Linked DNA regions of Callithrix jacchus: all the other regions are linked to region 2. A link is a contact called in public Hi-C data. All regions are on one chromosome and are shown on one strand. Each heading gives the region's core, a stretch centred on a gene start, on an enhancer-like site or on the middle of the called end of the contact. The rest is flanking DNA. Distances are from core to core; before and after follow the strand shown.

Region 1 (4,670 bases), core at 717-3,216, 290 kb after region 2:
ATATGAATACTTGTATAAAGGTAATTTACTGGTTCATCTTGCATAAAATAAATTTATCCCGTTTCACTCCCATCATGCTCCCATTCAGATAATCGAAATACTTCCCACTTTAAAAATACATCCCACTTTATGTATTCGGATTTGCACTTACAAAAGATCTGATTAATCCCTGAGGTATGACAAAGACTCTGCCCTTGATCAAATGATAGGTTCCTCGGAGGCCTCTTCCCTGCAAGGCCTCATCCTCAAGCTCTGCCTCCTCTTAGTAATTTTCCATCCATTCCCCACTCTGCCTCTTGACTATAATCCACAGCTGTCTTTGCTGTATTTGGAGTTGAGCCCTCTCCCTCTCCCCTGCTGGGACGGTCTCGACCCCTCAGAATGGTCCTGAATAAAGTCATTTTAACAAGCTTCTAGATAACTTTTTCTTAACAGGTAAAACAACTGGCCACTGACCCTACTTGGAAGCACCCAGTGAAAGTTTCCATATAATGCAAAGCTATTTGACTTTGAAAACCAAACTTCAAAATAAGAGTGCTCCAAGAACATTCCAGGATATTCTGTTTCTCTCCTCTCCCCAAGAGGTATGCAATGATTCTGGAATGATCTGCAATGATTCTCAGAATCAGAATCTGAAATGATTCTGGAATGAGTCTCAGAACATTCCAGAATGTTCTCTCTCTCCTCTCCCCAAGTGGTCTCATTCATTTCTACAACACTCAGAGATGATTATCAGTCATTCCAGAAGGTTTCCAGAATGTTCTCTCTCCTCTCCGTTGGTCTCATTCATTCCCACAGCACTCAGAGATGACTCTCAGCCATTCTCCCAGGGTCACCCCAGCATGGGCTCCATCACCTCCAAACTGCCCCACGGACAGCTTCCTGCCTCTTCTCTCTCCAATTCACCACCACCAGTCACTTCCCCACTGAAAACTCCCCCGTGTCACTGAACATCATGAGTAAGTCCAGGCGCAGCAGCTCACACTTGTAATCCTAGCACTTTGGGAGGCTGAGGTGGGAGGATCACAAGGTCAGGAGTTCCAGACCAGCCTGGCCAAGATGGTGAAACCCCATCTCTACTAAAGTACAAAAATTAGCCAGGCATGCTTGCACACACCTGTAATCCCAGCTACTCAGGAGGCTGACGCAGGAGAATTGCTTGAACCTGGAGGGGGGCGGAGGTTGCAGTGAGCCGAGATAGCACCACTGCACTCCAGCCTGGCAACTGAGCAAGACTCCGTCTCAAAAACAAAACAAAACACATCACGAATAAGTTCCAAATTCCCTAGCTCTGGACCATCGAATCCCTTCCAGCCTCTAAACAGATCCCGGGTTCCAGAACCTTCTGGTCTCTTCACTTGCTCTTGACATCATCGCCTCCTAGAATATCGCGATGCCAGCTCCCACCCACCTGCATCTCCACAGTTTCACCCATTCTTCTGACTTCGAGTACACGCCGAGCTGTACTGTGGTTATCACTCCTCCCTGCGGGGTCTGAACAGTCCCAAGGGCAGGCACTATTTCATTTTCCACCACCCACACTGTGTAGCACAATGCATTAGTCATCGTGGGTATTCGGTAGATATGTATTGAACAATTGAACAAACGTCACCATTGAATTCAATAGAATCGGAAACACTTAGGGAAAACATCTTAAAATACTGATTTTTCTGGGGAGAACTTTTTTTTGCCAAATGAAAAATTTAAATCATACAAAGCACACAGGTGCCCCCTTGTGGCTTTGCGCCGACACTGCAGCATCACCAACAAAAATGGCCGACTCCCCAGGTGGTGAGAAAGAGGAAGAGATGAGTTCAATTACCGAGTTCTGAGATGTCCAGCCTGGAGTCTTTCTTCCCCGTAATAACAGGCAGGTGTACAACGAAACCATTCAATCACAAGCCTACGGTCTACACAAGCAGCTCAGTAGCTGTTACTCTGAGAACTTAGCTCCTTCTCATGCCTGCCTGTAACTGGAGCTGTGGCACCTACAACACGGGGTTTGACTGGGTCCCTTCAACTTAATGAAAGGAGACGTCAGAAGCACAGCCATCGGCTGCAGCGTGGAAACCTTGATTCCGTCATGGTTAAAATAAACCAGCAGCAGGAGACGTCTGCGAGAGTCCACAAAAAATCCTGTACATGAAAATGTTCCTAGCAGCTTTACTCATGATCACCAAAGAGAAGACAGCCCAAACGTCCCTCAACAGCTGGTGGATGGGTAAATGGTGGGCCCACCACGTAACAGGCTACTTGTTGCACAGCAATACAAATCAGAGGCTATGGAGACACACACGCAACATGGGTACATATCAAAACTACGATGCCGTGTGAAAGCAGCCTCACACAGGGTATGATGCTGGTTACATGAACTTCCAGAAGATGCAGTCCTAAGAAAAGTCAGATCGGGGTTTGAGTGGAGCAGGGGGCTTGACAGGAAGGGACATGGGGACCTTATGGGATGAAGACAGTGTTCCGTATCTTCACAGGGGTTTGGGTTAGACAGATAACCATTTGTCTCAACTCATCGAATATTATACTGGACACTTGTGTCTTAATTGTATGTCAATTTTACCTCAAAAGGAAAAAAAAACTAACAAATACTGGACTCTGGCAAATGACACTCATGCTGAAGTGTTTGGGATAACGGTACTGATACCTGCATCTCACTTTGAAACGCACTGAAGAATTAGGATGGATTAATGGATGCTAGAAGGATGCATAGGTGGACAGGTATACAGGAAGGCGCACGGCCAGATGGCCATTCTGGAACTAGGTGGCGTATATACAGGTGCTCACTGTAACAGCCCTTCAATTCGTCTGATGTTTGAAAATCTTTTCATGATAAAATCTTGGAGGAAAAGACACTGGGAATAACTGGGGCTATCCGAATATCCACTGGGGTTATTCAATACTGGGGATATATGAATATTGACTAGGTGTGAGATGACTCAGTGAATTGCGTTAATCTTTTATGTGTGAGGATGATGGTGCCATGGTTAGCAGAAATATGTCCGTATTCTTAGAGACACATCCTAAAGTATCTAAAGGTGTCATAACATCTGAAATATGCTTCAAAATACTCCAGAGGGCAGAAAATGAAGCTAACAATGTCACGTGTTAGTAATGATTACACCCACGTGTTGAACTTAGAGGTGGCAGGTACACCTACACCATTGGCTTTCCTTGTTTCTGAGAAGGACATGCTCTCCCGTGGAGCTTGGACTGCCACATTTGAAGTTCTGCCTCTCTTGTCCATCTGCCTGCTGACATTTTTCCTTTTAAAGTTTATGTCCAGTTAACAATTTGCTAGTCTAATAATGAGCATGAGGTCAGAAGAGACATTCCAAGAGAATGAGTGAGATGAGAACATAGAAGGTAAAATAACCAGTCAGAGTGACGAAAGGCTTAAGAAAAAGGCTGGGTAACCGGGAAGGAGGGAGAGTGTGGGTCCCCGTGTGCCAGGACGTCTTCATGACGTGTCCCCTCTGGCCCCTCCTGCCTTGCTCGCTGGCTTCACCAGGAATCTCTCCAAAGTCGAATCCTCAATGGTGCGCACCACACCCTATCGGCCACCTCTCCTCTCCAGTCTGCCTTCTCCAGCCCTGCAGCCACATCGCATCTCAGAGTCTGTCAGTTCAACCTTTACAGTCTCCCAAAGGGTCCGGTAAGGGTCCGGTATAAGCCCCTACCCAACCATCCCATACTCTCCTACCCAAGGAGAAAAAAAATCTAATCGGAAAAAAATCTCCCAATTATTTTTCTCCCCAATGCCTCTGTTGTGGAGATTTAATCTTAAGAGCTCTAGCATGGAGCCTCTGTCAAGGGAGAAGAAAAGGGCTTCAGGGTCTCCCCGGCCCGGTTTAGAATCCCAGATCCATCACTCACTTAAATGGGGAATTTGGACCATTCAGTGAAACTTGTGTTTCAGTTTCCTCCTCTGGAAAATGGGCCTGTCAGTTCAGACTGACAGTTACAGCAGCATAGCGCCACCTGCTGCTGGAATGCACAAATGCACTTTCTTTATTTTGCTCGCCCACAATTTGGCATTTGAGACTCCTCCCTAACCCTCTAACCATATTGCTCAGACACGTGAAATTCCAGCAACACAGAGGTACTTACAGTTCCCCAGACACACGCTGTGACTTCATGCTTCAATTTTTCACGTAAGTCAACAGTTTTCAAAGTGGGGTCCCCAGAACAACAGCATCAACATCCCCTGGGAACTCGTTAAAAAACAAATTCCCAAGCCCTACTCTAGGCCCAGTGAATCAGAAACTGGGGGTCAGGGCCCAGAGATCTGTGTTTTCATGAGCCCTCCTGGTGGTTCTGATGCAGGCTTAATGTTAAGAACCACTGGTATATATCCTCTCCTCTGCTTAAAGTGTACCTTCTCACTATACCTGTCAAACGAACTCCTATGCATCCCTCAAAGCCCTTCTGTAGAAAGCCTCTCCTGGATCCCGTGACCTTAGATAGGGTGATTCATGCTCACCTCTGAACTAATGCTATAGTTTGATTATAGCTCTATGGTTGCTTTTATGACACTGTGCTATTACGATCTGTTTGGAAGTCTTTCTCTCCTACTAGGCCAAACCTAGGTAGCAAGGAGTATGTTGTTATTCTTTGCATTTCAGCCCCTAGCAAGGTGGGCCTCCCTTCGTCAGGGT
Region 2 (4,673 bases), core at 937-3,436:
AAGGACTTACCCAGTATTACTGCTGCTGTGCTTTTGATCTCTGCTTACCGTTCAAGAGGCGTGTGCAGGCCGACAGTCGGTGACCCCATCACTCGCAGGACCAAGGGGGCGGGGACTGCCGGCTCACGTCCTGCTGTGTCCTCCCTCCCCCCCCTTTCTTGAGCAGAATGAATTCGATGCGTATTCTGTGGCCGCCATCTGCGCAGGGTGGTGGTATTCTGTCATTTACACACGTCGTTCTAATTAAAAAGCGAATTATACTCGAGTTACAAAGGTTTCTTCTCTACCTCATACTGGGCAGCCAGTAGGCCAGACAGCTAGGGTTTAGGGGACAGCGGGAATACAACCCTGGAGGGCCAAGGCCACATCCCCCTGAGTCACCAGGGACTGGACCCTTTCATAACTGAGTATTTATACCCCTCATAAGGACATCACCATCAGAACATCAAATAGTCACATCATGGTGAAGGTGTCAAGTATTCACACCCATGGTGAGAGGGTCTGAGATGTTCACACCCATGTGTCAGGTATTCGCACCATGGTGAGGGTGTCATGTTCACACATGGTGAGAAGGTGTCAGGTATTCACGCCATGGCAAGGGTGTCAAGTAGTCACACCCATGAGAGTGTCAGATGTTCACACCATGGCGGGTGTCAGATATTCACCATGGTGAGCGTGTCATGTTCACACTCATAGTGTCAGGTGTTTACACCATGGTGAGGGTGTCAGTTATTCACATCCATGGTGAGGGTGTCGTGTTCACACTTATGGTGAGAGGGTGCAGGTGTTTACACATGTCAGGTATTCACACTCATAGTGAAGGTGTCTAGTATTCACACCCGTGGAGTCCGGGATGGCCATCAGTTCCTACTTGGAGCCTTTTTAATGTCATCCCTGCCCACAGAGATCATGATAGGAGATGTCCCGGTGTGTTTTCAGTACAGGCAGGAGAGAGAGCAACCCCTGCCAGTTTGGGCGGAGACCACTGCCCACCTGCCTCTTGGGTTCGGGTGTACCACGTAATGGGTATGCCCTGTCCTGTGCCTGTGGCATCCCTTTTGGAGCAGCGTAGAGCCTGATAGTGGCCACAGTTCTTTGCCATGGACCCTGGTCAGTGTTGGCCTTGTCCCTCGGTGCCAGTGGCCTGGCCCTCCCCCACGCTTTACTGCCCTTTTCCTCTGCTGGCTTCAGCAGCATGGCTGCTGGTCCACACTCCCCCAAAGCCTGATGCCCCACCTGGTGCCCAGTTTTGTATGTGGTCTCAGTCCCCAGAGCCAGACTAGGTGGTGGACTGGAAGGATGTCAGGGAGACTTCATTTGTCCACTGGCCCATAGGTATGGCTGCAGGTGCCCTGGCATGGGGAGGGCACTGGCGCCCCCTGCGATGCCACTGCCTGCTTCTGTAGAGGGAGGGAACCCACCCTCACCCTGGAGCTTCCCCTGCTTGTCCAGGCTGGCCTGAAGCCTCCCCACAGAGCTTCCATCTGGGCAGCCCTATCACAACCTCTTAGCCTCCTTATGTCCCCAAGCCAATAGGGACAATGCTGGCCTGAGTGTGACCTCAGGCCCAACCCCATCCCAGAGCAGAGGTCAGAGCCATGAAGTCAGCTCTGCCCAATGGCATTCCTGGAGCCACTGTGGGCTGAGGACCCCCAGCCAGTGTCCCACTCCACCCAAGACCCACCAGACGTATAACACTTGGCAGCCAGGGAACGCCTGCCCTGCAAAGGCCGAGTCGTTCTAGATGGGTTCCCAGGGCAGACCCAGCTTCCCAGGCTCTAAAATCTATGGGAGTGCAGGGGGTGGGATGTGGGCCCTCTGTCGCTCATGGGCACAAGATAATCTGCAAAGCAGGGCATTCTCTTTCTGCTCTTCCTTCAGAGGTGCGTCTGAACCATGCTAAGCGTGGCCCAGAGTCCTGGAATTCCGCCTGTCCCCACCCCTTGGCCTTCAGGCCCAGGCAGTCTGGGGTGCTGCCCTCAGTTCACCCAGAAATAGGCAGTCCCAAATCCCCAAAGAGGGCCCATGCTGGCCCAGCAACTGGTAAGCAGGGACAAAGGGATGGTGCCCACACAGATAGGAGTCAGCCTTGGGGGCTCTGATGGGGCTTTGCCAGCAAGGATGGCCAAGATCGGGGATCCCTGGCCCTGTGCTGGTGCCTGACCAACCCCACATCCAGCACTGTAGACAGCAGCCCCGCAGGACTAGGGAGCAATGGAGGGGAGAACCAGGGTCCGCTGGAAGCAGAAATTGCCACCTCCTGTCCCGACCTTCCCAGAGGACCCCAAGCCTCCAGGGCCCGGGCTTGCCCAGGGTCCTGCCTCCCCTAGGTGGGGACCTGGGAGGAGGGGGTTGAGAGAGACCTTTGCATCCCCAGGGGCTCTGCCCAGCCTCACTGGCTGTCTGTGTTACCCTGAGTACTGTGCCCAGGGTAAAAATAAGCTGAGGCCTTGCTTCCAGCTTGGTGGCTGCAGTCTGTGTGAACTTGGGGAAGCTTCGGGTGCCCTCTGGGCCTTGGTTTTTAATCTGCGTGCCAGGCCCTGATGCTTCCAGACAAGGCTGAGCCTGGTGCTGGGCTGTAGTTCTGAGGCCAGCAGGCAGATGGCAGTGTGGGGCTGGCAAAGAGCCCTGTCCCAGGTGGGCCTGCCCTCCACCCAGGGCACAGAGTGACCCCCACCTGGAATCCAGGCTGGGTCAGGGTATTGGTCACGCCAGCCGTCCGGGGTTGCCCGCTCGTATCAGTGCTGCCCAGGATCCCACAGTACCTTGTTCAGTCACAGTTAGACCAGAGAGATGGGTGTGGACCACAGGGCTCAGCCCTCACAGCCATCACCACCAGCCCCCATCTCTGTTCGTCTGAACTGGTACCACTAGGCAACACGACCTGTCTTCTCTGAGGACCAGGGACCAGACCCAACTCAGGCGGGCAGTTGTCTGCAGGTGCATGGAAAGCTTGCAGCCTCCTGGTACCCTTAAAGGGTCCGCTCTGTCTCCCAGCTAGTCAGGCGGTCCCCAACCTTCAAAGACCTACCCCCAAAGCTGTCATTCACCTACCCCCAAAGACTTCATACCACCTACCCCCAAAGCCCTCATCCCACCTACCCCCAAAGCCCTCATCCCTCCTACCCCCAAAACCCTCATCCCTCCTACCCCCAAAGCCCTCATCCCACCTACCCCCAAAGCCCTCATCTCTCCTACCCCCAAAGCCCTTATCCCTCCTGCCCCCAAAGCCCTCATCCCACCTGCCCCCAAAGCCCTCATCCCTCCTACCCCCAAAGCCCTCATCCCTCCTACCCCCAAAGCCCTCATCCCTCCTACCCCCAAAGCCCTCATCCCACCTACCCCCAAAGGCCTCATCCCACCTACCCCCAAAGCCCTCATCCCTCCTGCCCCCAAAGCCCTCATCCCACCTGCCCCCAAAGCCCTCATCCCTCCTGCCCCCAAAGCCCTCATCCCTCCTGCCCCCAAAGCCCTCATCCCTCCTACCCCCAAAGCCCTCATCCCACCTGCCCCCAAAGCCCTCATCCCTCCTGCCCCCAAAGCCCTCATCCCTCCTGCCCCCAAAGCCCTCATCCCTCCTGCCCCCAAAGCCCTCATCCCTCCTACCCCCAAAGCCGTCTTCCCACCTACCCCCAAAGCCGTCTTCCCACCTACGCCCAAAGCCGTCTTCCCACCTATGCCCAAAGCCGTCTTCCCACCTACGCCCAAAGCCCTCATCCCTCCCATTCCCAAAGCCATCATCCCACCCGTCTTGTGTGGCTTTTTCACTGCTCCATCTAAAATGGAGACTCACGCTGTTCCCCTGACCCCCATCTCCCTGGAAAACCCCTATACACATTACAAAACCCAGCTAGGGCATGACTTCCTCAAAAAAAAACACTACCCTGGCCCATCTTCTCTCCCGTCTGGGTCTCTGATAACCCTGCAAGCCTTGTCTCAAACCTGACAGCACCCTGGAGGCGGAGCCCTTGTCTTTCTGCTCCTGACCCTGCCTTTGACTCTGAACCTCCCTGGAAAGTGTGTTGTGAACAGACGCTGCAAGTGGCTAGTTCTCCATAGAAAGCTAGAAAGAGCTCTGCCATGGACACCATGTCTTAGGACCTGGGGAAGTTGGTTAAAATGTGTATTCCTGGGTCCAGTTAGACGGTCTGATGCTCTAGGTCTGGGGTTGGCCCTGGAATCTATATTTTCAACAAGCGTTCCAGGGGTTTCTGGTGGGGGTGGTTGGCGGCCCCCACTATGATGGCAGGGCTGGTGTCCAAGGTTGGAGCTAGGCCCTCACCTGGAACCTGGCTCCTTTGCTTCCATCTAACCAGGAGGTCTCCAGTATTGGCACAAAAGTCTCTGCAGAAGGAGGCCTGGCCACCCGCCTGAAGAGCTGCTGCCCGCAGGGCAGGAACGGACTGGTCCCGAAGACCCTGGGGCTGGCTCTGGACAAGACTTCCTGGGATGACACAGATGAACTGGAGCAGTCAGGGTGGCTTCCTGGAGGAGGCAGGTCTAAGGAAGGAGTAGGCTGAGAGGAGAAAACCTGTGTGGGCAAAGGCTGGGAGGGGAGGCCCAGCCAGGGACCCTCAGGAGCCCACCACCATGGGCTGGACGTGAATCCCTGAGGGGGCCTAGGAGTGTCTGGGGTGCATGAGTCCCTCTGGGGGCCCAGGAGTGTCTGCAGT
Region 3 (4,810 bases), core at 2,201-4,700, 270 kb after region 2:
TAAGCAGAAAAATCTGAAATTCTTGACAATACAATTTGAGAGCCTGAATCTGTCCATGCTTGAAGCAGTTATAACTATCCTGGACTTTCGAGTTACATGAGCCCATGGTTTTTAACTCAAAGTCAGTTGAGATAGGTTTTCTGATGTCTATAAACAAGCAGGTTCATACTACAGAGATCACAGGTCTCTCTCTGTCTCTCTGTCTCTCTCTGTCTGTCTCTCTGTCTCTCTCTGTCTGTCTCTCTCTCTCTCTCTCTCTCCCTCTCCCTCTCTCTCTCTGTTGTTCTTTTAGGGTAGTAAGGCTGAAAGTTGGACTGGAGATATAAGCAACTTGTAATAGGTTTCTGAGATTTACAAAAAAAAAAAAAGGACCCATGAAGTTTTGCAGCGGACAGGAAAGGAAGGGAGGCTTCAGAACACAGCCTGCAAAATAAGCACCAACTCCTCACCTCTTGTTAAGGGTCCCCACAGAAGCCCACCTCAATGCCCATCTCCTTTATAGAGAAATATCCTATGTTTTCCCAAACTAGACTATTGGATGTTCCTCAAACAAAGACCCTCTTATCTATTTTAACAGACCATTTATTAAACACCTACTGTATGTGATGCACTGTGCTAACTTCTAGGGATGGAAGGGAGGGCAAGACAGATGAGGTCCTTTTCATGGTAAATAGTGCAGTTTGGATGGTGGGCATGAAAGAAGTGATGCCCGTAGATGTGGTGAGTGGCCCAGTAAAGGCTTGTTTGGCAGAAAGAGACTCAGGGAAGAGGTCCCACATTTTCATTGGTCAAAACCTATTTGCCTGTCCTAAGAGACACCACTTGCTGTAACAAAGTACCCCAGCAGCTCAGTGGCTTAATTCCGTTTTCTCTTACATCATAGTCTGATGTGGTTGGGTAGCTCTCCTGGACAGCTCTTTTCAACAAGCACTCAAGGATCCTGGCTTCCACCACTTACCTTAAACACGTGGCCTCTATGTGGAAGGGAAAGGGAAAGTTTGGAGGACTACACAAGGGGTGTGACAGTCAGGCCCAAAAGTGCATATGTCACTTCCACCACATCTGGCTGGCTCTATCACATGGCCCAGTCACATGACTTTAACCTCACTGCAACACATGCCCAGTGTTATAAGTAAAATTTAGGGCCGGGCGCGGTGGCTCACGCCTGTAATCCCAGCACTTTGGGAGGCCGAGGCAGGTGGATCATGAGGTCAAGAGATCAAGACCATCCTGGTCAACATGGTAAAACCCCGTCTCTACTAAAAAAAAACACAAAAAATCAGCTGGGCATGGTGGCGCGTGCCTGTAATCCCAGCTACTCAGGAGGCTGAGGCCGGAGAATTACCTGAACCCAGGAGGCGGAGATTGTGATGAGCCGAGATCGTGCCATTGCACTACAGCCTGGGTAACAAGAGCAAAACTCTGTCTCAAAAAAAAAAAAAAAAAAAATGCTGCAAAAGAAATAGCACTCGAAGCCGGGTGCGGTGGCTCACGCCTGTAATCCCAACACTTTGGGAGGCTGAGGTGGGCGGATCACCTGAGGTCAGGAGTTCGAGACCAGCCTGACCAATATGGTGAAACCCCATCTTAAAAAAAAAAAAAGAAAGAAAGAAATAGCACTTGAAGATAAATCCTCTCAGCAACACAGTTTATTTCTATAGAAGGGTGCAGCGCACAGATGGAGCAATGGTGGCTGCATGCTTGGACATGGGGGGAAGGGGTACTTATGCCTGATGGGGGGTAGTCCCTACTGCTGTGTCATTCCCCACTGCTGTGTCATTCCCCTATTGGCTAAGGTTAGACCACACAAGCTAGATTAATCACGATTGGCTATTTTAAAGATAACAGGGGTACAAGCTAGAATGGCAGGGGGGGTGTTTGGCAAGAAGGACAGTTACAGGCGGGTCAGAGCAGGTGGCCAGGGGTTATCTAGGTCAAAGAAGGTGACCAGGATGAGTCAGGATGGAGCCAAGGGCCAGGGGAACAGATGTGAACTACTGATTAGAACTGGTGGAGAAGGTTGTTACTGGAATTACAAGGAAATTAAACTTTAAAATAGAGAAAGAATAAGAGAGCTGAACATGCTGACATACTGATTCTTTGAAGAGAAATTTAGAACTCATTGTATCTAATACCAGGAAGAGAAGATGGTGGGCATCCGGCCAGTTCCTGCAGCGTCATCTTTCAAGGTCTGTCTCCAGTGCCACCAACTCCACAGAATGGGAGACACCCCGACCCTGATGGAAGGCTCCTCCCTCTTCACACATGCTCTGCACTTTCCTGGTGACTGTAATGTGCTTAACTTTCTGTTATGGCCATCTGTGAGTCTGTCTGCCCCTCCTAATCAAATGGAAACCTCTTGAGGACAGAGGCCCTGTCTAAGTCACCTTAGCATCTCCCATAGCATCCGCCACACTCTGAATGGTGGGCAGCTCATGTGCTTACATGCTGAACTGAGGATGGCAAACTTTTTTTTTTTTTTCCACCTCTGCAATTTTTGTTCCAAAGTAGAGACAACTGGCTGGGAACGTGCAGCATGAAGGTTCATTCAAATCAACCGCTGTCAAGTGTGGAAACACACTGGTGCACACCACGAAAACGTCCTATCAGTCCATGCATGATGGGTGCGGGGACTTCTGCCTCCCAGAGTTCAAATCCAAATGGCTCAGCTGCTCCTTGCAGACCTTCCTCCTGAGAGTGCTGTCTGGCAGGATCCTTGGGTGCCTATCGCAGTCTCAGAATCCATTTAATGGACTACCAAGAGCCCCGTGCTAGGTCCCTGGCACCACAGTGGTGCTGGGTGTAATGGAAACGTCATCATGCCTCCCCAAAGCTAGATCTGGGTCTAAAGATGCTGCTTTGAACTGTAGAGTGAAAGCTGAAACCTTCTTTTCCCATTCCTTCTCTCGGGCCACCCTGACACCAACTCTCATTCTAAAAATAATCATGGTGGCTTTTCAACAGGAGATTGCTATGTGCCTATAAAATTCCACCATTGACATTCATGCCTATGTTCCACTTCTTCCTACAATTCATTATATTTTTCCATTCTTTACTCCCAGCTAATGGAAAGTGGGTTTAAAAATAGACCCAATGTATTACAGGAAAATTCTGGATCCTAGAAAAAACAGAGAGGGCCGCTTCAAAGGAAGTGGGTGGAGCTGCTGCCCAGCGGGCTTGGAGGGTGAAGGACCTTGGTTTCTAATGTGTGGTGCTCGGCTGCCCCCTTGCTGGTTCACCCTGTAGCAATCACGCCCTGTTCTAGCAGGCAGAGGGGGGTCTGGAAGAAATCAGCTTCCCCGGAACTGCGTCCTGAAGCTGTCTGCACAGGAAATATGCACAAAGGGAAAAGGAGGAGAAAGAAATGTGGAAAAGATCCAGCTGACTCTCAATTGGCATATCATAGGGAACGTTTTCCACCCCACTTCCCTGTTGAGTGCGGTAGGCAGGGGGGTTTCCCTCTCTCCTTCCTGGCATCTGCCTTTATTTTTCTGAGAGGCTTTTTCTGCTCACTTTACTTTCTTCCTGTTAAGCTGCCTCCCTCCACTCTCTCCTTGAAGCCAAAGACTCGATTCCACTCTGCCTCCTAGAGTTGTGAAGACCTTGACTTTTTTAAGGACAGGGTCTCACTGTGTTGCCCAGGCTGGAGGCAGTGGTGCAATCTCGGCTCACTGCAGCCTCAACCTCCCAAGCCCAAGCCAACCTCCCACCTCAGCTCCTGTGTAGCTGGGGCCAGAAGCACACATCACCACGCCTGGATGATTCTGTATTTTTTGTAGAGATGGGCTTTGCCATGTTTCCGGTTTTCAGGCTGGTCTTGAACTCCTGAGCTCAAGCCTGCCTCGGCCTCTCCCAAAGTGCTGGGATTATAGGCGTGAGCCACCCCGCCTGGCCGAGACCTTCCTTGACTTTTAGAGCTGAAAAAAGACTCATCAGCAGCTTGAAGGGCTTTTCCATTCTATGGAGCGCGCGTCCTGGTAATTCCTCTCTTCTTTCATGGTTCAGCGCTTCCATCGGGGATTTTCAACTAAACTGCAGGATCCAACCTGTGAAAAGGCTCTTAACCAGAGACCTGGGAGGAGACTTTGGAGCTTGCTAATATTTCTAGGACTGAAGGCATCTCAGCACACATTTCCACATGCCCCTTCCTTTTCATCTTCTCCCCAACTAACGACATGGGAAGGCGGATATTCTTTTTCACTTAAAACAGAATCCACGGCCCTGCAGCCATAGTGCTGGGCTGGGGGTCATCCTTTGACATGTTCATCTGGGGTGCTGGGGACTCAGGAGACACAGTGGCTTCCTCCAGGCTGTTATGGAAGTCCCAGTGGCTCCTGGAGACATGAATGCCTCCTGGGAGGGGAAAATCATATCAAAGGATTAGCTTCGTTTCTTCATCACCAGAAAATTAGATGCCTGATGACTCAGTGTGAGCGTCCTGGACACCCTTCGTCCTCACGTCTCTCACGGCCCCAGTGAAGCCACCTTCCCCTCCCTCAAAACCTATCGTTGCTTGGAAGCAAACAGAGTTAGCAAGAGTTTTTTCGGTCCTAAGTATTTTTTTCTAAACAGTCACTTTACTAGGAGGTGAAATACTAATGTTTTCATCTAACTCAACCATCTGGATCAAAGAGTAACTGGGTGAAGCTATTTCACAAGAGATGGGAGACAGCCTTCCTTCCATTTGCTAGCACATATTCAGACACAGACCCCAACTCCAGCCCCACAGGTCACAATGCCTACGAAAGCCCCAGAGGAAAGAATTAATGGGGAAAAATAAGTGTTCACTTCTTTAAGTTAAGAATAACCC

Evidence for each region. A called contact is a pair of places that touch in the nucleus more often than the background predicts.
Region 1: a contact with region 2 is called in a Hi-C map of induced pluripotent stem cells, with 9 times the contacts expected there. The contact joins two enhancer-like sites. A contact is called at or near these places in 3 of 3 Hi-C or Micro-C datasets (induced pluripotent stem cells and skeletal muscle).
Region 3: a Hi-C map of skeletal muscle shows a contact between it and region 2, with 5 times the contacts expected there. The contact joins two enhancer-like sites. A contact is called at or near these places in 2 of 3 Hi-C or Micro-C datasets (both in skeletal muscle).

Annotation. Positions count from the first base shown.
Region 1 is chr9:127,213,542-127,218,211 of calJac240_pri, reverse strand. All of the region lies in intron 3 of ZNF664 (zinc finger protein 664), which reads right to left. Among named protein-coding and RNA genes, the nearest start is that of CCDC92, 64 kb to the right of the region's middle. Within about 2 kb of position 1,966, at least 2 of the 16 cell types and tissues checked have an H3K27ac peak or open chromatin away from gene starts, as enhancers often do.
Region 2 is chr9:127,505,689-127,510,361 of calJac240_pri, reverse strand. It overlaps NCOR2 (nuclear receptor corepressor 2), which reads left to right. Exons shown (of 48, transcript XM_078337682.1): 48 at 1-265. Among named protein-coding and RNA genes, the nearest start is that of RFLNA, 32 kb to the right of the region's middle. Within about 2 kb of position 2,186, at least 4 of the 16 cell types and tissues checked have an H3K27ac peak or open chromatin away from gene starts, as enhancers often do. A contact at or near this core is called in skeletal muscle, where this site is marked.
Region 3 is chr9:127,233,756-127,238,565 of calJac240_pri, reverse strand. All of the region lies in intron 3 of ZNF664 (zinc finger protein 664), which reads right to left. Among named protein-coding and RNA genes, the nearest start is that of CCDC92, 85 kb to the right of the region's middle. Within about 2 kb of position 3,450, at least 3 of the 16 cell types and tissues checked have an H3K27ac peak or open chromatin away from gene starts, as enhancers often do. A contact at or near this core is called in skeletal muscle, where this site is marked.